2 separate regions of the Mus musculus genome follow, and region 1 is linked to region 2. Evidence: chromatin contacts called from public HiChIP or PLAC-seq data. All regions are on one chromosome and are shown on one strand. The core of a region is the stretch at or near the end of the contact, and the rest is flanking DNA. Distances in the headings are between cores, read along the strand shown.

Region 1 (3,332 bases), core at 727-3,226, 79 kb after region 2:
CATACCCTGTCCACAGCGGAAGGAAGGAAGAACACACCTCACCTCAGGGTTGCTCGTCCCACCTCAGATTGTGAAATTTGAGCATCTCCCTGCTTCTGTCTCAGCAATTATATTTTCTTGCTTATAGTTCCGTGGGGGCTGGACTGGCAGGAGTGGACTGGCTGTGTGCTATGAAGCCAGCAGCTGCTCAGATGGCACAGCTGGATCAAAGTTGGCTGCCAAGGGACGGGGGCTGTGGTGAGGAGGTCTAGACTTGGCACCTGACTACTTTACAGAAGAGGGAACTGAGCAGTCACTACTGCATACAGTCACTACTGCATAAAGGTCTTTAGTATATACATCATGTCTGGCCTGGCCTTCACTTTAAATAGGCTACTTGCCAAACACAAAAACACATTGAATTATTCTTGTGGTTCGGCTTGGTGGCGTAAAATTGGAAACACTCAAAGGCTTAACAAGAAAATAACTTCAAAACCCTGGGTTCAACATCCAGCATGGTTAAAAAAAAAAAAAAAGGTAGCATTGATGAGAAACTAGGTAGATAAATTGTGGTACAGCTTTATAAGTAAGTTTATGCCGCTATTAAGAAATGTATTAGGGCCACATGTGAGACTTTGTCTCAAAGTGTGTGTGTGTGTGTGTGTGTGTGTGTGTGTGCACGTGTGTGTGTGTGTGTAAGAAAATACTTAAGAAAAAGAAAATATCAGCCCATTGTTCTACAAATCGGATTTTTTCCTAGCAATCTACCAAGGCCTGCAAGCATATGATATATATGCATATAAAGGGGCCTATAAGTGTTCACTCCGAGAGAGAACTCTTAAAAACTGCGATAGATGAGGATGCTGGAGTGTCCCCTCCACAGTGGATGTCTTCTAGCAGGGATTCCAGAGGACACGCATTCAGCTCCAACTAGGGGGCAGCCACTGAGGGTCTGACCCTGCCCCACTGAGTAAATATATAGTCAACAAAAACTGGACTTTTGTTTTATTTTGTTTGGGTCTGCCTGCCTGCCTGCCTGTCTGTCCATCTGTCTGCTGGGGGATGTAACAAGCGTGGGGTCAGGAAAGGGAAGGACAGTGTAAGATGCAAGACTCAATATGAATGTTGTGTTGAAAAAGAAAGAATTTACTTCAAGAACATAGCTCAGTGGTTCAGAACACTGGCTGCTCTTCCGGAGGACCCAGGTTCAATTCCCAGCATATCAATCCATAGCGTTCCAGGCGATCCAATGCCCTCTTCTGGCTTCCACAAACACCAGGTGTGCAAGTGGTTCACAGACATTCATGTAGACAAAAGACCATATACATAAAAATAACTTTAAAAAAGAATTTACTTTCAGTTGTTCCTGGCAGCAATGTTGGAGACTTTCCATTTCTGCTTTGAAAACCATAATGGGGGGGTGTAAGTGGGGAGGTTCAGATGGTAAATCCCTTACTTAAGTGACATGCACAAAACTCACGAACCCAGGGTGGTGGTGCTTGCCTGTGATCACAGCAGTCAAGAGATAGAAGAAGCAGGAGGATCAGAAGTTTAAGGTCATCTTTGGCTACACAATAAATTTGAGACCTCATCTCAAAATAAATGAAAATAAAGTCCCAAGCAAAGAACATTGCAGAAATGAGTAAAATTAGTATTTGAGCAGCTGGTTGTGTGGATCTGTGCGTAAAAAGTTTCTTTTACAATATCTAAAATACAAGTAATTCTTCCACAAATGTAGCATGAAAAATATTGTAGTATGTCTGAGGCCACAACGCAGGAGGCCCTTTGCTTGTATCCTAAATGGTTACGGATGTACGACATAATCCCCGTTAGCTGGGTTCTGGAATATTGGTAGTGTCTGCCTCTCTGCCCTGCGGTGGTCTAGATTGACAATGCCAAGTAGAAGGTTCTAGAAACAGCACTTTTGTCCTTGGCCTCCTTCAGAGAAGAGCAGCTGCAGGTGTGCTGCCCCCAGGTCCACCCGCAGGAGGAGAGGGGGCTCCGATACCAGCCCTCTCTCTCCTCCTTACTCAACCCCAACCACAGCAGCCCCTCTGCGCCGATAGGAAGTGGGCGGCTTGTTTTCAGAAAGAGATTCCCCAGCTTTTGTGGGCTGCGAAGCAGCTCCGAATCTACCACCTAGTCAAAGAGAAAGAGAGAAAGAGCCCCGGGTTCACAGCCCTGGGTTCTCTGGGTGGTAAAGGACAAAGAGATTTCCTCTGTTTTTTCTTGGGAAACCTCCTCAGCTCCTCTATGACACTCTTCAGGACTTGAGTCACTGCTTTCTGAAATCACCCATACCAGTTTATGCACTCAGATCGGGACCCGTGGTCTCGAGATCGGGGCTGCATGGCCGTATGCTGACACCTCTGGTTTGGGGAGGTGGCTGTTGTTTTGTTGTTGTTTTAGGGAGGTTGCTGCTGTGTTTGCTTTTGTTTTTTGTTGTTGTTTTGCTTGTTGTCCTTTTGAGACTGGGTCTCCTGTAGTCCTGGATAACTTGCTATGTTGTCTTGAATGTCATTGAACTGCTGATGGTTCCATCCACCATCCTCCATCCTTCATCCTCCATCCATCCTCCATCCTCTATCCTCCATCCTCCATCCACCATCCTCCATCCTCCATCTACTGTCCTCCACCCTCTACCCTCTATCCTCCACCTTCCAAGTGCTGTCTAAAGGAGCATGGCACCATGCCTGACAGTTTTGGTTTGAGACAGCCTGTTCCTTGTGGGGGGACCGAGCCCTCCTCCTAGGGGATCTTGGTACTAGTTAAAATATACTAGTTAAATATACTAGTTAAAATATACTTCTTTGGGTCACCTTCCTGCCCAGGTTTCCCAATGCATGGATCAGTGGTACAACATGGGCAAGGCAGAGCCTTCAGGGCCCTAGGGCACATGACCTTCCTCACAGGCACTTAGCAAAAAGACTTCTCCGTGTCCTTTCATCAGTCCAAGCTACAGCCTGCAGGAACCCACTGGCTTTTTTCCCTGTTAACATGTTCATATGGATGGTGTCCCTAAGTCTTAATGTAGGAGACTAAGAAAGAAACCAAGTAAAATGCCATATTGAAGTCTTCAGGATCCCAAGCGAGTGAGCCAGAGCTTGTCCCTCCTGCGGCTCCCCACCCATGTGCCCTGTGAGCTCACCAAGGCCATCAGGTACTTGGGAATGCTCAGTCTACCCAGAATAGGTGACACAAGCTTAGCGGTCACAGAAAGAACACACGCCCAACCATGTAGCTGTCAGTGAGCACGTGTATCCCAGCCCTGAGCTGACATTCATGGACAACTCAAGGCCAGCACTTGCATGACTCTGAGAACAACCTGCCCCAATGGCCCACTGGCTACTCCT
Region 2 (3,691 bases), core at 310-2,809:
GCCGGGTGTGGTGGTTCACGCCTTTAATCCCAGCACTTGGGAGGCAGAGGCAGGTGAATTTCTGAGTTCGAGACCAGCCTGGTCTACAGAGTGAGTTCCAGGACAGCTAGGGCTACACAGAGAAACTCTGTCTGGAAAAACCAAAAACCAGAAAAAAAAAAAAGATGTGTCAGGACAGGCAAGATGGCTGAGCAGGTAAAGGTGTCTGCCCCCAAGGCTGAGGATCTGAGTTCAATCCTAGGACCTATATGAAAGAGGGAAAGAACTAACTCCAGAAAGTTGTTTTCTAACCTCCACATGTACACACCTATGTACAGGAACACACACACACAATTTTAATGAAATCGAAGCAAATGAAGTAACTATAGATAGACTCAATGTCCTCACAAGGATAGGATCAGAAAAAAGCAAACTCTAACCTGAGCCTTGAAGCACGGTATCATTCTATAAAACTGACAAAGACAAACTGTGGCTCTCCAGCTTGACTAGGGCAAATCAATATATGAAGTAATATGAGAACGTTCTGGGAAATGTTTATTTAAAATAAAGCACAAGTTACCCCTAAGGTAGACATTGGGCAAGACTCTAATATTTGGATTAACTGACTCCTGAAAGCTATCCTCTGGCCTCTCCACATGCACTGGGGCAAGAGTTAAGTTCCACACCAAGGCACATGAGTGTTTTGCACACACCCACACATGTATTACTTATAGTTAAACCTAACTTCTTATATTATCACACATGCTTTATATTCTATTGGGTTCTTCAGACTTTTGGTCTCACTTGTATATACAAATGAACTAAAACGAGGGGGCTTTTTGTAAGAAAATATTTCCTGCTGCACCATACCCACCCATCCACAGCCAGCACGGTCTCTTAGCCAAGTTCTCTGTAATTAGAAAAAGTGTCTAAAGGCCCTGCTCAGCTTTGGACTCTGATAGGGATCATAGATAGTTAGAGACAATGACTCCTTGCAGAAAAGAGATGCCAGCAGATAGCTATCAGAAGCGCAATTTGAAGGGCCAGCAAGATGGTTCCGTGGGCAAAGGTGCTATCTATCCAACAGGGCTGACTACCTGAGTTCAGTCCCCAGAGCCTGCAGGGTGGAAGGAGAGAACTGACTCCCGAAAGCTATCCTCTGGCCTCTCCACATGCACTGGGGCAAGAGTTAAGTTCCACACCAAGGCACATGAGTGTTTTGCACACACGCACGCACATACACACACACACACATAAATAAATGTAATAATGCTTATATTAAACATTGAAGAACCCATGAACGTCACTTCTTTCCCTGACAGTTTGGGGAGCCAGAACTTAAGAGCTTGGCTCCCTGCTTGACATACCTGTCAAAAACCACTGCAGAATAAGCCCTCTCCGCAAAGATGACATCCGCAGCCCAGAACTCCTTCGTAGCCTTCAGACCTCTGCCTTTGCCCTCGGAAGTGAAGACCTCCACGTTCTCCATGCTGCCTATTGTCATCTCAGAGTCTGTCAGGCCTTCGAGGTGGCTCGCTCACACTGAGCCAAGCCTCTTGTCCTTGCTGCTATTTAGCTCCTTCATCGTCCCAAAGAGCAGGACTATAAATGGACTGGCCACCTCCCCTTCCCAACTCCTCTCCAGAGCTGGGCCCTCACCTCCCCCTCCACCACTGTGTCAGGAGGGAAAAGGCCAATGAAGAGTGGCCTTACAAAGGTCTCGTTCATCACCCAGAAAAGACACCAAGACAGAAAATGACCACAAGCTAGTGTGGTCCTGACATGGATCCTGACAGACAGGATTTGAAAACCCACTTAAAGATACTCCCAGCATGTGCTGTGTTCTGAACTGCGGTCATATTCAGCTTGAGATGAAATCAAGAGCACTTGGTCAGTAGGCTATTTTTAGCCTCCAGGTGCCTCTGACAATCAAAAGGAGACAACTGGAGTGGACAGAGAAAAGAGGCAAAGTAATAATGGCTGCCCTGGGACCCTTCAGCTGTCAGATGCAGACTTTCTCAAGTGAGGTGGGCCCCTTGCCCCACCCCCACCCTAGTGTCTCCCCGTGGCAAGAAATAAATAGCAGAAGCTAAAATGAGCCTTTTGCCACATATGTAGCAGAACTCTTAGGACTCAAGGGACATTGTTTCTCTCCCATGTCAGCTGTGTCTCTCACAGCAGCCCACCCCATGGCATGGAAGTCAGAATTCTCAGCATCACTGGTGATACAAGACAGCTGGATTCAGAGAAGGCAGGATTGAAAAGAAGAGCACCCGTCTCCCAGACCTTTCTACCAAACTCCCTCAAGGATGTGTCTGTGGCCAGGAAAGTATCAACTTGCTCTGTCCCTCCTCTCACTCAGGAGGGGCGATATTAGAGGCATGGTTCTAAAATCCCGGTGAATTTAGCACCACTCCTTGGCCAACTGGCCTATCTTACTAAGGTTGAGGGAATGGCCCTTGCGGATTCTGCTCTGTGGCTTAGCTTCTGTGTAGTATTTTTTTTAAATTTCTGGTTATGTTTAGATTCTGGGTTGTTATAGTTTGAGTGTGACCCTCACAGTTCAAGTGTCAGAAAACATAAATGAATGGGGGGGGGGGGGAGGAAGAGAAGAAATAAAAGGAGGTACATGTGACTACTCTCAAATTGTGGAGGAGATTTTATTCCAGGTAAAATGGAGAAAGCCGGCAGAGTGCAGTCCAGGCTGATCGTGACCTGAAGACTAAACTGAACTATGAAAAAAGAGAGGGGGAGGAATAAGAGAGCAAGAGAGGTGGCCTGAGCCCAGAGGCCAAGAGATCTTCATAGCCCAAATGCCTGCATTATATAGGGATCTGGCTGGGGGAAGGGATGTGGAAGCCCAGCCCTGGGAGAGAGAGACTTAGGATGGGGGAAGGATAAAAGTGCTAGAAGGAGCTAGAGGTACTGAATGAGATTTGTCCTGGGTTTAAGACCTAACAATAACCAGTGCTGCATTCAGGAGAGTCAGCACATCTTAGAATGATTAGTTCATTAGATCTGCGCCCTCACAAATGAATGAACCCATTATCGAGAGAATGGAGTCCTATGAGTTTGGCCTCTCCCCCACCACATATCCACTGGGGACCTTTTGCCATTCTGTGATTCAGCAAGAAGGTCTTCAGAATCAGGAGTCGATACATTTTTGTTCACTATAAATAACCCAGTGACCCCCTGTCAATGGGCAAAGAGACACCTTGGTGGTGGTGTTCTTATAGCTGTCAGCAGGTGACAGTGCTTTGTTGATCAAGCATCCTAGCTTGATGCCTGGCATGGAGGTTTGAATATGCTTGGCCCAGGGAGTGGCATTATAGGAGGTGTGGCCTTGCTGGAGGAAGTGTGTCACTGTGAGTCTGCTGCTACCACCTACAGATGGAATCTTTGAAACAAGGGTGATAATCTCTGCCTCACTGGTGTGGTGGGCGAGAAATTAGGTGTCCTGCGCAAGGACAGCACAGGTCTTGGCATTTCAGTGATTTGCTTTATTTTATTTACTCCGTCATATCCCCTCTAAGTCTTCAGGATATACCAGAAGTTCTGTGTCTTCATCCAAACTGCATGTCTCAAAACCCCTTAAGCCATCCAACGCCCTTGTCCGACAGCATGTCTTAATTCTTAGAATACCAGAGCTAGAGAATCTCAGCTATTTCAGATGTATCCTAATGAGCAAAACTCAAAGCACCACACACTCCCA

Evidence for each region. HiChIP or PLAC-seq counts read pairs in DNA pulled down with a chosen protein or histone mark.
Region 1: a contact with region 2 is called in a BATF HiChIP or PLAC-seq map of CD8 T cells, with 9 read pairs. The contact joins the enhancer-like site here to the promoter of Smyd1 in region 2. A contact is called at or near these places in 1 of 15 datasets of contacts at CTCF or cohesin (CD8 T cells), 1 of 484 Hi-C or Micro-C datasets (CD8 T cells), 3 of 115 datasets of contacts at active chromatin or transcription factors (CD8 T cells, the SCID.adh cell line and embryonic stem cells) and 2 of 9 other capture datasets (adipose tissue and pancreatic islet).

What each region holds. Positions count from the first base shown.
Region 1 is chr6:71,339,370-71,342,701 of GRCm38.p6, forward strand. No RefSeq gene overlaps it. Among named protein-coding and RNA genes, the nearest start is that of Cd8b1, 18 kb to the left of the region's middle. RefSeq lists enhancers at 1-3,064, 3,265-3,332. Within about 2 kb of position 1,977, at least 25 of the 459 cell types and tissues checked have an H3K27ac peak or open chromatin away from gene starts, as enhancers often do. A contact at or near this core is called in CD8 T cells, where this site is marked.
Region 2 is chr6:71,260,722-71,264,412 of GRCm38.p6, forward strand. Smyd1 (SET and MYND domain containing 1) reads right to left here and starts at 1,560. Exons shown (of 10, transcript NM_001160127.1): 1 at 1,347-1,560. The coding sequence starts at 1,483.